2 separate regions of the Mus musculus genome follow, and region 2 is linked to region 1. The links are chromatin contacts, called in public HiChIP or PLAC-seq maps. All regions are on one chromosome and are shown on one strand. The core of a region is the stretch at or near the end of the contact, and the rest is flanking DNA. Distances in the headings are between cores, read along the strand shown. Region 1 overlaps Rftn1 (raftlin lipid raft linker 1). Region 2 holds the start of Rftn1 (raftlin lipid raft linker 1).

Region 1 (2,739 bases), core at 69-2,568:
ACATCTCATCCAAACTGTCACACTATTCTAAGACAAGAACAAAACAAACGAACAAAACCTTTCCACCTGTGGAATGTTGACAGGCAGGCAGTAACCCACCACGGCTCCACAGTCTACTGTTTCCTGCTTGTAAAAAGCATAAAAGAGGAAATGATTCCCTCTCTATTAAAAAATGGTTCTCACTTTAAAAATGGGATGAGGGTAGGATTAGGATTCTGTATCTTGCACTCACACATGTGCTCACGTGCGCTCACACACACACACACACTACAGAGCCTATACAGACTGGCTGGTTTCAGCCCTGACATATTCAAGACATTCCCTCTTTGAAAGAAAAAAATGTCTGTAGAGTTGTTAAAGAGTTGAGTTTATAAAACCATCCACATATAATAACACTCTGGATTGCCCAGGAAAGGCAACAGGAGTTTGGGCAGAGGCTTATGTCCTTCACAAAGCCAACCCAGCTTCGTTTCTGGTGTCCCTGGGTGCTGTGGCTGGGTCTCTGTTGCTAGGGTGACCACCATGGCCTTGGATTCCCCCTTCCCTTTTAATTTTATCTATTTCAATATGAAGATTGTTCCTTCCCCTCTGCGGTTTCATTGCTACTTTGGCTGCAGCAGATAAGTTTGACAACCTCTTTCTCCCCTCCTCAGCTCTTCCTTCACCACCCTTGAGGCCTTCGGCATCTTCATAGCTGAGACATATATAGTGTTAAGGGGTGCAGGGGTGGGGGAGGGGGTGGCAGTGGGCTTCACTTGATTTCACTGCTGTGACCTGCAGCAGGACTGGTAGGGTACCACCCCACTCATTTCTTACAGAGCAGTCTTTCCTACCTCTGTTTACTCTAGTATTTCTTATTGCTTTTAACTTATGTCCTATTTATTAATTTTATTCATTCATTCATTCATTATTCATTCATGAATGACAGTGGTTCAGGCTTCCCTGGAACTTGCTCTGCAGACCAGACAGGCTTTGAACTTGCAGAAATCCTCCTGCCTCGGCTTCATAAGTGTTAGGACCACAGGGATATATGTAGCTCCTGTCTCCCTGTCAGCTCTTGAGTCATTTGCTATTTTTGCTCTCTGGGCTACTTGCCTTGTGTTGCCTCTCTTCTCTGTGCCGATGGCAAGTTTCTTGGCACTTGGAGGAAGGTAAAAGTGACAGCCATGTGTTTCTCAGGCTGGCAACTCCTCCTCCTTGGATAGGAAGGAGTTGAAAGGTGACACCAAGAAAGAGAAAGTGCAAAGGGAGGCCGTGAACAGTCAGTATCTTTGTCCTGTAACTCAGAGCCTCTCTAGTCAGCATTTGGGCGGTTGGCAGTTAGTTCAGTCAGCCCTCCCTGGCAGTGGCTGGGTTAGGTGTCACATCACACGTACCCACTTGATAACTTTGCAGCATGCCGGTTACAAATGTTTGCTGTTACCACCAGTGGGGGCAGGGAGGAGATAAGCGATACATATCATTTCTATCGGTATGTCTGTGGTCTTTTGAGAAGATGGATCAATCGTGTTTTGAGTGCTAATTATGCACTGTCAGGGAATACATGTGGGAGCTGGGGGCGGCTACAGTGGTGCTCAGCCCCCCCTCTGTGAAGCCTCCTGTCTGCCAGGCATTTGTCATCTAAAAGATAAGTGGAGAAGCTGGTGCGAGGGCTGGGGTGTCTTCTCAGTGGAGTGAGTTGATCCTGGCAGAGCTTTGGCTGCCTGCTGCTGTCTCCCCAACACTTGAAGCAGTCAGTCTTGTAGCTGTTGACTCGGGGTCTCTTCTGAGAGTTCTGAGAGCCAGAGCCTTAGGAGCTCCACCCCCTGTAGGTTACCCTCTTCTCATCTCTTCTTCTTTTCCTTTCTTTCTTTTTCTTTCAGTTTTTAAATTATTCCTCCTGATACCAAAGAGGTCAGGGATTAGGATGCTGGCCCCGGTTGGGTCTCAGTGGCTCAGACCCTTATGCATGAGCCTCCTGGGCACAGCTCTGTCTTCTTTCTGCTCTTCATACAGCCCTACCAATATTTGTTGGTTGCTATTTTTAACGTATTTTTAATCTATTCTTTAACAGATGTCATCAGAATTCAATGGGTTATTCTTTTCCCAATTTTTCTTTCTTTCTTTTTTTTTTTTATTTAAAAATGAGCACTGCCATCAGTCAACTGATCTGTTTGTGAGAGAAGTCTAAACTTGAAGTGATGCAGCTGTTACATCAGTCTTGACTTCTGTGTTTCAAAGAATGAAAACTAGGGAAGTTTGTCACCGTGGGGGTGGCACTGTGACATACAGAAGGCGAGAAAACCGAAGTCACCTGCTATCACACATGCAGCTGAGAAATGAAAGAAAACGGAATAAAGTTCCATGTAACTCACTTCTAAATCCACACCTCCAGCGGCAGCCTGTGGCTGCTTCCCCACATCATTGCAAAGGAAATGGGGAATAGGGATGGTAATGGGGACAGGGATGTTATTCTAGGGGTAAAAAAGAGATTGTTATGCAGGATATTCGAAGTAGATGTATAAAAGTATGTGAAAATATAGAAAATTTTGAAAAAGAAGTTATTTAGATGCATTCCCCGTAGAAACGGTGTTTGATGGAACTGTTCATTGCTTGGTGTAGAAACTTGACTTTCAATGACTCCCTGTTTTGGATATGAGGCAGTTGTATCTCTAACTGAGCCGCTCCCTAGAGGGTGATGGGAGCCTCTCTCTGTGCTGCCTAAGCCTGGAGCTCAGAGCCTCTGTGCCCGTTCTGTTC
Region 2 (2,739 bases), core at 84-2,583, 120 kb before region 1:
GGTGCTGTTTTCTCTCTGTAGTGACCATCAACGGTCCTGAACACTGGTGTAAGAGTCCTGATTTCCAGGTCTCAGCAGGATCTTTAGCGGAAAGGCACCCTCCCTCCCTTTGACTTCATAAATAAATGTTCAACACTGGGGTGCCCTGGACCCCTGTCCTGGCTTATTATTTCCAGACATGAACTAGGGATAGGGAAATGTGGAGAAAAGTGGGCGGAATGCCGGGATGGGGTGGGTAAATAGGCAGAGGAGTAAAAAGACAATTCAGGGGCAGAGTGATGGGGGGAGTAGGAGAGGGCCACAGGGAAGAAAATCCCTGAGTAGCTCTCACAAGAGGAGTTCCTGTAAACAGGCAGTGCTGCCTCCCCCCTCGCGCATGTTTCTAGTACCAGAAGGACCTCATTAAAACACAGGGTCTAGATCAGCCAGCCCTCTGCCGCGTGTAGCTCCAATGCCTAAGGACCCTTCTTTGCCCAACCAGAACAGGGTAATCAATTAAATCTCAGCCCCTTATGGTAATGATGATAATAACGATAATCGCAGAATTATAGAACGCTTCCAAGCATTTTCCATTTAATAAGACACAAGGAAGTGCTGGTTGGCCGATGAACAGGCCCAAAGTCACCCCCAGTCACTGGGAAGTAAGGACAGAAGGCAGCAATCCATCCTGACCATTTGTCTCTAGGGTTCCTGCTCTCAAGCCCTGCACGGTAATTCTGTTTTGTTTTACTGGCCTCAAGGAGACAGGATTTCACACTTTCACTATGGTAAAGCAGCCCTGTTTTAGGGAACAGCCTTATGGATTCTCATTGGGGAATCCATTTTGCTAGGCTAAGATGACCCAATTGCATCAGGATCTCAAACCTTTGGATACCTGGATAAAGTCGGGAAAGAGGCTGAGGCCAGTGGTACTATTTCTCTTCCCAAGCACTACTTTCGGAGAGATAAACCTGGGAGCAGAAGCTGCCTGGGGACGTTCCCACCTGTGGAATGGGTCCAGAATGGATCTCTTTCTAGCTCTCCTCCCCGCCCTAGCCATCAATCAGCACGTTGATGGCCGTCGCCTTCCCAGTATTTTGGCTGCCACCTTGGTGCTCTCCTAAGCAGGTCCCAAAACCCAAGCCTGGGAAAGAGAGGTGGGGTTAGGGGGAGGGGGAGGGAGAGCCCGGTTGCGCGGCGCTGGCGACGCACGGGGCGGACGGGTCTCTCGTGCGGGGCTGCCAGGGGCCGCTCGGCTTCCCCCAAGAAGATGCAGCACAGCATATTTTGCACATGAGTTCAGAGGAAGAGGAAGTGTAGCGGGCGGACGCGCGGCGGAGGCGGCGGCGGCGGCGCGGGGTGGAGTGGGGGCGGCGGGGCTGGAATCAGAGCGCGCAGGGCGCAGAGCGCAGCGAGCGGGAGCGCGGCGGCCACTGGCTCTGGAGAGGTACCTGTGCGGCCAGCGCCGGAGGGACAGACGACAAGCGAGCGGCCGCGCCCCGCGCTCTGCCCCCACCCCCGGGGTCGCGTCGTCCGCGCGCCGCCCTGCTCTGCATGGCACAAACTTTCATCCCGGGACACAGCACGCTGTCTCCGCCCGCGCCACGGTCACCGCTGCTGGTCCCCTAAGGTAGGTGGGCGTGCGGCGGGCCGGCGAGGTGGCGCGCAGAGGCCTGGGTCGCTGGCTCTGCTGGCCCGGGATCCGGGTGAGCAGGCGACAGCTCCTCGTGGCACCTCGGGGGCTCCGGAGCTGTTAGGCGAGCCCCCTGGTGCAGGTCGCGTGGGGATGGGGACAGATCGATGGGACGCCAGATTCTGGGCCAACTTTTTTTCCCCCGATGAAGAGGGGGAAAAAAAGCAAAACAAACAAGCGAGAGAGCGTTGGGGTGAGAGGTCGCCTGCTGGGGGTCCTGGGCTTCGCAGGCGGAGGTCTGCTAGAAGGACGCGGAGGGGAGCTTGGAGGCTACAGGTGGGTCAGGACCCGGGGCCTTAGTGGGTACTGGGCCCGGAGCAGATGGGAGTTGCCACCGCCCACGTGCACCCGGAGACCTGGGCTCGACCCAGGGAAGAGGTGTGCGACTCTTGAGAGCAGGCAGGAGGGTACTCGGTGGAAATACTGAGAGCTAAATCCCAGGCACCAGAAATGGGGCTTTTCTCCTCTGAAAAGGGGATTTTTTTTCTTGCCTTGTTGTAACACACTTTTCTAGGCATGGGGCACACCAGGATGGGCATGGGGTCTGGGCGAGGAGGAGGGAGTGTGTATTTAAAGAAGCCTGACTGTCAGGCGAGTGCGCCAGGTCTACTGGCATCACTGTCTTTGGAGGCCAGAATCGCGCAGAGGGCAGGGTTAGCCCCGCGCGTGCTCCCTGATGCCTGTTGGCTGCTGGCTCTCAGCTGCCCCCTGTGGGCGGTGGGTGGTGTGAGTGAGTTTGTTTAGGGGCTTACAAACAAAAACTATTTTTTAAAAAGAATCTGGCACAGATCTTTGTATATGAGTGGCTGCCTAACTGCCCAGCAACAGACCCTCTGTTCATACAGCTGTTTTCAGAAGGGGCGCAGGGAGGTGGGGTGGGAGTGGGTGGTGGTGTTAAGGTCAGAACAGGTGTCTCCCAACGGCTACTATGGAGTGTCATCTCAGGATAAGCCTTTTCCAGGAAGGAAGCCCAGGGTGTAATGTGAGTGGCCTACAAACCCATGGGTAGGGCCATTGAACCCAGCATACCCGTGGCTGCCAGGATTCCTAATTTGTACCTTCTGACC

Evidence for each region. HiChIP or PLAC-seq counts read pairs in DNA pulled down with a chosen protein or histone mark.
Region 2: a contact with region 1 is called in a BATF HiChIP or PLAC-seq map of CD8 T cells, with 13 read pairs. The contact joins the promoter of Rftn1 here to the enhancer-like site in region 1. A contact is called at or near these places in 2 of 39 promoter capture datasets (the HPC-7 cell line and pre-B cells), 1 of 15 datasets of contacts at CTCF or cohesin (CD8 T cells), 21 of 484 Hi-C or Micro-C datasets (B cells, CD8 T cells, CD8 central memory T cells and 14 more), 10 of 115 datasets of contacts at active chromatin or transcription factors (CD8 T cells, bone marrow-derived macrophages, effector CD8 T cells and 6 more) and 2 of 9 other capture datasets (adipose tissue and liver).

The regions. Positions count from the first base shown.
Region 1 is chr17:50,068,905-50,071,643 of GRCm38.p6, reverse strand. The region is part of intron 4 of Rftn1 (raftlin lipid raft linker 1); the gene reads left to right. Among named protein-coding and RNA genes, the nearest start is that of Gm52302, 36 kb to the right of the region's middle. Within about 2 kb of position 1,318, at least 63 of the 459 cell types and tissues checked have an H3K27ac peak or open chromatin away from gene starts, as enhancers often do. A contact at or near this core is called in CD8 T cells, CD8 central memory T cells, the HPC-7 cell line and 9 more, where this site is marked.
Region 2 is chr17:50,189,091-50,191,829 of GRCm38.p6, reverse strand. Rftn1 (raftlin lipid raft linker 1) reads left to right here and starts at 1,333. Exons shown (of 10, transcript NM_181397.2): 1 at 1,333-1,609.